Linked DNA regions of Danio rerio: region 1 is linked to region 2. A link is a contact called in public HiCAR-type data. All regions are on one chromosome and are shown on one strand. Each heading gives the region's core, a stretch centred on a gene start, on an enhancer-like site or on the middle of the called end of the contact. The rest is flanking DNA. Distances are from core to core; before and after follow the strand shown.

Region 1 (5,550 bases), core at 2,363-4,862, 210 kb after region 2:
GCCGCTTGACATGATCATCACGCCTGCCATGGAGACAAGATCACAATTTACAACACCAGATATCCCCTCCTAAACTTTGTCCAGTCTCTAAAGAACAAAAAAAATAGTTCATAATCATAATTGAAAAACAAGGTATTTTCCCTGTTTTAAATGTGTCCCCCATGCCTAGAAACTATGAATACCGCACTATATTTGCATTCCACTCTTATCTTACAAAAAAGCGATCGAGCGCAAATGAATGTGGATAAACGGGGCTTAAAACAGTCGTGCGTCTCCCTCCAACAGGCGGAGTGTAAATCAGCCTGATAGAAAAGCAGCATTAAATTCCTCAAGAGGAGAGAGTGGAGAGAAGCATCTTTCATTTATAGCTCAACAGTTAGGAGGACGCAGAGAGGACGCGCTTTTCCCTCTGTCATGAAGTTTAACGTTTTATAAGGTCCTCGTTCACATTCGCCACTGTTTCGTCTTGATGCTATTCAAAGTGTGATCCAACTGTTTGTAATTCTGCACGCAGTGAGTGCGGCAGTTCAGCTTCTCAGTGAAAGCCACGTTGAACTATGCTACAAAAGGAAGCTCTTTTAAAAGAGATTAAAAACGTACAACGGTGATGTGTGGCGTCCACAAACACGAAAGCATAAAAGAGAGGAAAAAATCATCCATACTGCTTATGCTATTCAATTATGCGGTCAAACACCCTCTGTTTCTGTGGAATGATCAATTATCGGTTGTCAGTGATAATGGTGAATGATGACCCCACGCGCTCCCGCTGCTATATGCTTCTTATCGATTAGCGCGTGACACCCAGAGTGAGCGCGAGCATCTGCGTTCTAGAAAGAGCCTTGACTTGTTCCTTACACGAAAAAATATTACTTTAGATATTTAGATCTTTCATATTTGGATGATCGTAATAAATATTCTCATGTCTCAAAAAAGATGTTTAACTTTAAAGAGTGTGTTTTCGTGCGCACCGGTAAGGCAGTGTCACACAGATAATATTTCCAAACATTTGTCAGCCCTGCCAATTAATTGCCGCCGCATAATAGTAAGAGGGAGGGAGTGTTTGAGCGCTTTCACTTAACCCCCTACCCCCATTCTTGTGGTGCACCCCTGACTTCTCCCGAGTCACAGCCCAAATTTCTCGCCGTTAGTGTCATTCACGCGGTGATTGTCCGAGCGCGCGCGGGGAATCTCATTTATAGCGTCTCGCGCTCGGCTGAGCTGCAAATCAGCGTGTTTACAGCCCCACACCAACACTCACATCAATTAACCGAGCATCGATCCTCTCACCGGGGACATCACAATATTGCCCCCTTCTCACAGTCCGAATCCTTGCATTTATGACACAGTATGATTTTCAGGTATGCTGTCTTGTCTACACTTTTTAAAGAATATATTTCTGTTTAGGCTCATTATGTAGTGAAAGAAAGAAAGAAAGAAAGAAAGAAAGAAAGAAAGAAAGAAAGAAAGAAAGAAAGAAAGAAAGAAAGAAAGAACAATTATGACAACTGCTTTTGAAAATGTATGCTATTAATTTGAACAAGTGGAGAATGCGCTAAGGCCATATATGTGTAATAAAGAAATTAATATTACATTGATTTAAAACAAAACATAACCTTATGATTTTTCTAATTAAGTAGTATATTGATATCTCCTCCTATATAATTTTTACAACAAAAAGTGCACGTCTTCCGTTTACTCCTCTGTTCTTTCCCTCTGTTCTTTCATTAATAAGTAAATAACAGTCGCCTTAAGTATAGATAGCTGACGCTATAGGACCTGATCCATCTCGCCGGCAGCACTTCGTTAAATATTCAGTGAGAAATAATGGCATCCTAGACATCACCTATAGTAACGTTATTATCTTCATTTCTCAAAATCAGCTAGACTGATAGCTTCGTTTGTCTTTTCTAGGACATAAATCTTCAGCTTTGCAGGTCGCTGCAGTGCAATCCATGGGGAATCTTTTTTTTCGAAACAGATTAATAATAATAATAATATCAATAATAATAATAATAATAACAACAACAACAATTATAATTATTTTATTTTTAATTATTTGCAATGGAGCACTTAGACTCAAGATTTTAAACAATATCAAATATAAAATAACGAACAGAAAAAAAATGCGTTTTTATTATTTTTTTTAAAAAAGGTCTGGGATGTTATCGCTATGTAGTAATGCATTTTTTTGCATATGTGTGCTTTTGAAAAAATAAAAATAAATAGGAAATTATTAGTTGTTAAATAGATGTGTGCAGGCGCTTCAGTGCGTAAAGTTAAAGCAAAACAATAATTGCTCGAGTATTGTTGTTCGTGGCTCTTTTATACAAACTTTTGATTTTTGCAAATAAACTATTTAAAACTTGTTAATATAGCTAGCTTATAGCACAAGTCCTCGTCTTAAGAATAAGTAGTTTAAACAACGACGTAGTTTTCATCCTGGTTAAACTGACTCTTAATGGCACACCGTCGTTTCCAAACACTTTCTTGATGGTTTCCAGACTTTTTCAACTTTTTGCGACTTCTACATTTTATCAATGCAGATTCGAGCTCTCTCTTCTCCACGACCGCCTCGAAACGTAAAAAGCGAAATATATATTGAGCGAAATCATTTTCAAACAGGCTGGATGGGATGCTTTCGCGCAGCTGAAGAGTTGCGCTGTGAACCACGAGCGCTTCCTCTGTCTGCCGGTCGCGCGGTGAGAGAGTGAAGGAGAGGTGGGTGCGAGACCGAGAGGGACAGAGAGCGCGAGTTATGATAGAGCAGAGCACTGGCCAATAGAAGAACAGAGGGGTGGGGCTCGGGATTTCTCACCGTTCTGCATGGGCCCTTAAAGTTTGTTTGTTCGCTGAATGCGGCGTGTGATGAAAACGTGTTACTGATCCCGTTCGGCAATAATCAGATGAATCTGATTTGGGACATCTGATATATTCTTTGGACTTTCGAGACGCCGATAGTTGCCATTACGCACGAAACTCGGCTGACCGACCTACTTTTAACACCGTTGCCTTGAGGAAAGAGAGCGAATTGGTGAGAAACGGTGCGCTTGCAGTCATCCAGGAGCTGAATTACAGCAACTTTAATGCCAATCACAAACCAGGATACGCGATACGCTCCGAAACGTCAAGCCACGGGAAAGGAAGATCTTTGGCAGAGAGTTTGAGTCTCCGGACACTTTTGGGTGAATTGCAACTTTTGAGCGCCACTTTGATGCCCAGACAGATCAAAAGATACGGTTGGTCTTTCGAAAGAGAAATTGACATTCCTGTAGTGGCTAAGTTAAGCTCTAACGTGGCCACCAGATGGTTGCTAAGAAGGGTTAAACTGTATCTAAAGGGAGTTGGAAAATCCAGCCTTTCTTCCTCACGGATCAACTCATTGGGTGGGAGCAGCAAGAGAGACAAGAGTCCCCAGCAAATCAGCGGCTAATTGATTAAAGAGACTTCATTTGAATAGGGGGCTGGCAAGGTGCCAATCGCCTTTCAGAGGACCCCCCACCCCCCTCCCTTCCATGATTAATCGCGAGGCATTATTGATAATCATAACAGGACACATGCGCGGTGGATGGGCTCGATTTCCGTAATTTTGAGCAGATTTGATAGTAATTTTTTATTCTTTCGTGGCTGATGCGTGAGCCAGCATGTCGCGGAGGAAACAAGCGAAGCCGCAGCATTTCCAGTCCGACTCGCAGCTGGTCCTAGCCGAGCACAATGGTGAGTTCAAGCCCTTATTACACACAGCAACTCAGTTTGCACTATTTTCACAAAGGATTTATAACTTAATTTTAATTATTGTTGGTTTTAACATTTTTAGAGTGAATCCCCCTTGTTTTTAATCCCAGGCAAGGAACTGGTCATCGTATTCTTTCTTTATAGCTAATATTTGTGCTGCTGAAGGGACTGCTGTATTTTTAAAGTACAGTTGGAAACTTTTAGACTTCCCGTGCTATTGTCAGAAATCAGTTTGTGCTTAACACAAAGGCACTTTTACGCATGTTCTGTGTGATATTCTTCAATGAACAAACATATTTCTGCAATTATTGTTTATTTATTAACAAATTGGTTTCCAGTTGTAATTTGGGTGACGTTTGCGCGTTACTTTATTTTTTAAGGCTTTCAAATTTCACCATACAGCATTCATTGGCAAAAGTTAAAACTCATCGAATTAGTTTGGTTCTGGCCCGTTTAAGTTGCCCACACAAGTGGGGATTCGCATGGTTTCAGCTTTTCCCCCTCCTCCTCTCTTGTGTTGCATCTCTAGACCTCGGTACCGCCAAAACACACAGAAACGACATTAAACCTATTATTTAAACAATTCTTTTATTTTGTGTATAGTTTTACACAGTTTTATCTCAGTGGCACACTGTTCCTGTCGCGCTCCGTTATCAAAGATTATATAATGCTAACTTTTATAAACGTTGGTTAAATCAACGAAACTTTTTTTATTAAAATATTTTACTATTATTTCTCAGGTTTCTTAAACTTTAAAAGAGGTATATAGTAAACCGAATCAAAGTTAAACAGCATGTAGTCACAGGCGATCGAACAACGAAATCACATAATCTCATGTAATCGAGCTTTTCTATTATGACTTCATACTTATATAATTTTGTTTCTTTTTTGCGTCATTATAAATTCTGTCTTATACAATAGACGGATTTTGAAAACACGCTTTAATATTTTCACGTGCAGTTTTAAATGCGTTTTAAAATGAGATTTTATATCAAGAGCTGATTTACTAAACTGTGCCATGTAGTTTCCGACACACTCTGTCCCACACTGTGACACAACTCATCTCTCAAAGCCTACCGTGCGTTGACAACTTTTAAAGCATCAGTTTATACACATTTAGGCTAAACAAATGAAAATCCAAAATTATGAATTTGTTATTTTACTTTGAATATATAAGTAACGACATGAACCTAACTATAAGTATGCTTTTTTCTAATAGCATATGCTCTCATGCTAAATTTAATTCAATAGTTTTTTAATATGTGAGAAGATTTCAGCTTCAAGTCAGACAAGCAGTCACTAAAGGTTTTGCAAGAGCCGTTGACTACAAATTTAGGTCTTATATGCTACCTGTTTTACTACTTCTAAACTGCACATATCAAAGGCCGTCTCAGGTCTATAAAAAGAATAGAAAGGGCATACTGAACATTTTGATCACTTAGTGTCTTGTTTGAACCATTTTAAAACGAGTGTGTCGGGGGAACTGTCCTATCTATTGCTTAACTCAGCGTTTTGTAAGCTATCATGTTTCTGATTAGAATGGGACCTCTGAAGAGGTAAGGATTTTATTTCATATCGAAACTGCATCCAACTAATTTTCTAATAAAAAAAATATCTATTTTAATCAGTTTTATCTTAAATATTCCGTTCTGGATTATTTGATTTACCAGAAGTGACATACTTGTATGCTAAAGAGAAAGTATGCCATAGAAATAAAGCACTTTTCTTTGACTGCGGCTTACCTTCAGTTCTTACAAGATTCATAGAGACATTAATGACTGGCACATCGCGATTATTAATACTTCAAATAACACTTGA
Region 2 (5,180 bases), core at 1,018-3,517:
ATCAATTCACACTCACAGAAACAATATGTGGCCATTACTGCTGACGAGGGTTTGAAAAGGCTGCAGAGGGAGAAGCTTCAATAAAGGATGATTAGAGCACACAGATCTATGCCGGAGGAAGTGATAGTAAGCAAAAAGCAAGCAGAACGACAAGCAAAAGTCAATCATTCTTGATTTTAGCTTCCGTGTGCATGGGCAATTGTGATTGAACTGAAGTTGTTCTGAATTAATGTTAAGATAAAGATCGGGAAGATGCGTTTGTTCCTTCCCAAAGAAAGTCATCAGCTTTTTTTTTTTTTTTTTTTTTTTTCTCCAAGAATTAATACAATGGAGTTTTCAAGTTTGCCAGTTTTGTGTGAAAGCTTGAGGCAAGCATTATGAGAAGTTGCTGGTATGATTATAAATCCTCAGCGCTTAATTTGTGTTTCCTTCCCGTCTTCCTGAACACACACTTAATCTCAACAGGTGTGACTGTTAAAGGAGGTAAAATCATTTTGAAACTTCATAGCCTGCGTCGTACCCACACCTTCATCTCGCTTGCATACCTCTCACCTCTTCATATGCAAAAAGGCATCTAATATATTTATAAAAGGTGCGAGGTTGTGAACACACAGCCCTGGCAAACATTTGCATAATTATTTTGCATAATTATTATGCATGTGATTTATGTGGCACGGTTTGAAAAGTTTTTCACATAGGTTGTTGTCAACATAACCTTTTTTATAGTAGCATAAATTAAGGCATAGGTGCTGAAGCTTTTTTCCCCCTTGCAGTTAAATACACGACATGGGAATTTAAAACAATTTTCACTTTTAAGCTAATTGTGTCACATTTTAGTTATTATATTTGAGCATTTGAAGAAAATTTAGTAAAGTGTTAATTCATTCCAGACAGCATACATTTTCCGATTGTGTCATTATGTTGATGACTGAAGTGATCAACTGAATTTTCTGGAGACAGTAGGCTATATAATTTTTCTAGATTGGTATTTATGGTTTAAAATTATTTTTCTCAAACCAAAAAAAAGCAATGATAATAAAATTAATAGTTAATAGCTGCTTCTGTTGATCACACACACATACTGTACGCACACTTGCGTGCAAAGTTCTCATATATTTAAAACTGAATACATTAACTCTCGTTCAAGCATGAAAAGTGCCATTGCTTTCTCTTATTTTGGATTCCCTGCTAGCCATGGCAACCCCATTACTGTCGTATTTTCAATAATTAATCATTCATGTTTTCAATATGAGCCGTCCATTCATTCTTTTCCGTTGCACCTTAATGGTTTTGGGCTGTTGCAAATTTGGAGTCTCTCTTGTACCTGTCCGCAGAACATTCCCAGTGTTTATACAGCTGCCATGTGACTTGCTGTCCTCTCTCAGGCCATAGGACCTGGTCCCAAATATTTCATTTCCCAACTAAAACAACCAGCCCCCCTTTTTCAAAAGCACACACACACACACACACACACACATGGTACACACACACACACGGTGATGAATGTGTAATCACACTGATTAAGTTGTTATTAGAGGGCAGGAGATCCTCTGTAGGAAATGGGGGTGAGACACACAGATGATTATTTACATCCCTCTATTCTAACCGCAGCTGGAATAGAGAGGGGGAGGCAAAGAAATATGAATGCACGGCTTGGTGGGGTCTAGGTAAAGCTTTCTGTTTTCATTATGTGATGATGAAAATGGCGAAGAGTATCATTTAATATAATCACTGGAAAGTTTTATATATCAATGATCTTTCACACTTTTTTCGGACTACTTTTTCTATGAAGCTCATAGGTCTGGTGTCTTTTTGCCCTTTATACCTTTGTTTACCAGAAGGTGGTGCTGCTGCATCTTCTCTATCAAACTTTTAAAGCTTAGAGAGAACAAGCTTCGTACTGCTTCCCGGTACCCATGTCTTTGACTCCTCTCTCTCTCTCACACACACGAACACACACACGCACACACACACATATATATATAAACTGAGTTGACGTACTGTATGAAAGTAAGAAATAGATATTAGTGTACGTAAACATGTATACATATCTGTTTGTGTGTATGTGTGTTTTGCGTTTTCTAATTACTTCCTGGCCTAAGTGTAGATTTCCTGTTTATGTCATGGTATAAATTTGAACAAATTATATGATTTAAGAAATAAAATCAATACAGATTACGATATTTGACTATTTTCTGACTTTTACTCTGTTTCTTCTCCCACACACACTCACTCTCTCCCTCTCTTTTACGCTGTGAATGTGTGTGTGATGCAGCAGCATTTAAAGTCTCGTTCTGTGACACTGACTCTTAAAAAGAGATAGAAAGAGAAAGGGGCGAGAGAGAGAAGCAGGAAAAGAGAGAAGAAAAGAAATTGTTGTTGGTCTCGGGGAGAGTGAGGGGCAGTCGAGCAGTGATGCGGCGTCGAGCACCGGTATCATGGAGTTCTCAGTATGCAGAGGAGAGAGAGGTGTGTATTTACGTTTAGTGTCTTTACTGAATGCAGTGTGTAAGAGAGGTGTGTACAATGTGAGGCCTACGACAAAAAAATGGCAACAACAAAAAGTATTGATGACCTACAATCTTGTTACTGTTGTAATGGTTAATATTACTTAGTACTTATATTATATTCAATACATCATTGTTGGGTAAATCGTCTTCCATTTCTAATCTAATCTTAATTCTAGCCAGATAATAGGATGCATTTATAGTTTCAAAATGTTGATGAATGATTTTTGTTTATATTTATATCTATAGGATGACTCATAATTAAGATTTCACACACAATAGAAAAGCATGTATACTGTACATGGTCACACACAACACACACATAATTGAGTTGAGGGTAAATTGACAGGTTATGATGGCATACCAGCTAAAAAGACTTAACAAACAGGTGTAAAAAAATATATAATAATGTAAAAATAATATAAAAATAATGTCCATAGTGTATAGTAAATATTAAGTAATTATTTATTTATTCTGAAAGTCTGGAAATGTGAACAAGAAATATATTAATATTTGTTTTCTGTTACTTGATTCAAAAGTTAACATTTATTATTATATCCCTGAAATTATTTTACAAATACACACATTGTTAAATCTACTTAAATCTAATCGATTAAAAAAAATAGATTCAGTACAGCATTGGTTTTTAAATCAAATAAGGCGTCGAATACTCACGTCTGTGTGTACAGTATGCCGGTGTGTTTGTATGTTTTGTGGCAGCCTCTTTCTCTCTCTCGACATTCATCTGCATGTTGCCAATGATTTTAACAGTTTAAAACCAATCTCTCACTCACTGGGTTCAGAAGGGGCTCTTCACAGTTTGGCTGTCTTCTAACTGTTGATTGTGTGGCAGTTCTGTCACCACTTTTCTCTTCGCTGACAGCTAATGGAGTGTATCTTTGGAGCACTGCAACTCTATTTTAAAGTTACAATTAGGGGGAAGTTGTCATTACACACTGCAGTCATTTTCGTGAAGTTAATTGGAAGAGATTCTTAAAGTTCTCTTGGCTGTTCTTGCAGTGAAAACGGCGCTCAACAGTCTGCCTAATTTTCCTGTCTTAAACTGTGTGTTCAGGTGTGCTGGATGTCTTACGGCACACACACTCCCCCCCACCACACACACACACACACACATCTCAGTAGCTTTGTCTTGAATTGGATGTCACAAGCCTCCAGTCATGAGTTTTCCATCTAAATTATCTTATATACCAGATTCCAGCGCCATATTAAATCTGGGGGAGCTCTCTTATTGGGGGAAGGTTCCGCGCTAATCCAATTGTGCAATTAGAGAAGCAATAGGGGGAGAGGAGAGAAGATCTTGGTTTGTACCATTGACCTTTGACCCCAGCTTGAGCTGAGCTAATGCCGTGTTGGAGATGAGCAACTTCATTGGTGCGCTTATTACGTCGTGACCGTAATGTGTAAAGAAACTGTTCGCTCTGGTCGATATTAGAATGAAGCTGATGCTAACATTTTGACCAGAATACTTATTGTGATATCATTAAAAATGATCAACATGTTTTTTTACTTACAAATAATTAAGTTTGGATTTATTTACTTTAGTAAATTTATTTTTAAATAAATACTTAACGGAAGATGATTTTTACTTAATGCTCTTATGATTTTTGATTGCGGATCTTAGATTTATTTAGTCTAGAAATCAAACATAATATTAAACATTATAATACATCAGATTTTTAACCCGTTTAACAACTCATTTAATTTGACTCATTTTTGAAAAAAAAAATTAAATATATATTTTCGTAAACTAATTAAATACATAATTTAATTTAAGTTTTTTTTGATAGCATTGGGCTCAAGACTGAAATCGCAGCATCGATGGCGCATTTGAGAATTTACTATATTAAAGTGCGTTTTATACATGTGCATTATTTAGATTGTACTTACTGTAATTATTCCTCAGTTATTAGAACTAATCCAAAACTCTTTATGGCTCGTCCTTCTGTAACCTTTCACAGACAAAACAAAGCTGTAGGATTGTAATAATCCTAAACAATCCTTTTGCTGACCACAGGTTTCCGTGTGCCGTAATTGTGTGTGAATGTTTTGGGTCTTAAACTACAGTTTATCCTGTAAGATGTTTTCAAGTAGTCTATTTTTACACATAAAACATCATCATGCCGCCTGTTCAAGCTAGTTCTGATCATTTCCAGATTTAGTTTTTTAAGTTTTTTTTTAATTTGGCCAATTTTATTTAGTATTTTGTCCACATTTGATCTAATGGAATTTGATCTTAATTAGTATTTTAATGCAACCATTAATGCACATATGCGGATATTTTCTCATATAGGGAAAGGAATATGATCTGGAAATGCACACGTCATTTATGTGCATGCTGTATAATCTATAAAATGGCAAATATTTCTCTAAGCTTATTTGAGGGATCTAATTGCTGCACAGTCCTTTTTACTGCTTACAGAATGCTATGCCTGTTTTAGTATTTTTAAATCCGACATATGCCAACATACAAAGCTGCCGTGCTGTGAGGTCAATACAGTAATTGTTGAAGTCTACTGTACCGTAGAAACTCAACTCTTTAAATATCATGCGATATTTATTTGAGGGACCCGAATTACTAAAATTTCAGTCGCGATGCCAAATAAATGCAGACTCTCTTTACTTTCTCTCATTTATTTGGAAAAGGATCCGGTG

The links. HiCAR-type assays count read pairs that join an accessible place to other places.
Region 1: a HiCAR-type map of caudal fin shows a contact between it and region 2, with 15 times the contacts expected there. The contact joins the promoter of sall1a here to the enhancer-like site in region 2. A contact is called at or near these places in 4 of 18 Hi-C or Micro-C datasets (caudal fin, embryo and fibroblasts) and 2 of 4 datasets of contacts at active chromatin or transcription factors (caudal fin and embryo).

What each region holds. Positions count from the first base shown.
Region 1 is chr7:37,582,393-37,587,942 of GRCz12tu, forward strand. It overlaps sall1a (spalt-like transcription factor 1a), which reads left to right and starts at 3,613. Exons shown (of 3, transcript NM_001146014.1): 1 at 3,613-3,714. The coding sequence starts at 3,642.
Region 2 is chr7:37,374,639-37,379,818 of GRCz12tu, forward strand. It overlaps a transcript of sall1a not described here. Among named protein-coding and RNA genes, the nearest start is that of sall1a, 210 kb to the right of the region's middle. Within about 2 kb of position 2,268, at least 6 of the 62 cell types and tissues checked have an H3K27ac peak or open chromatin away from gene starts, as enhancers often do. A contact at or near this core is called in caudal fin, where this site is marked.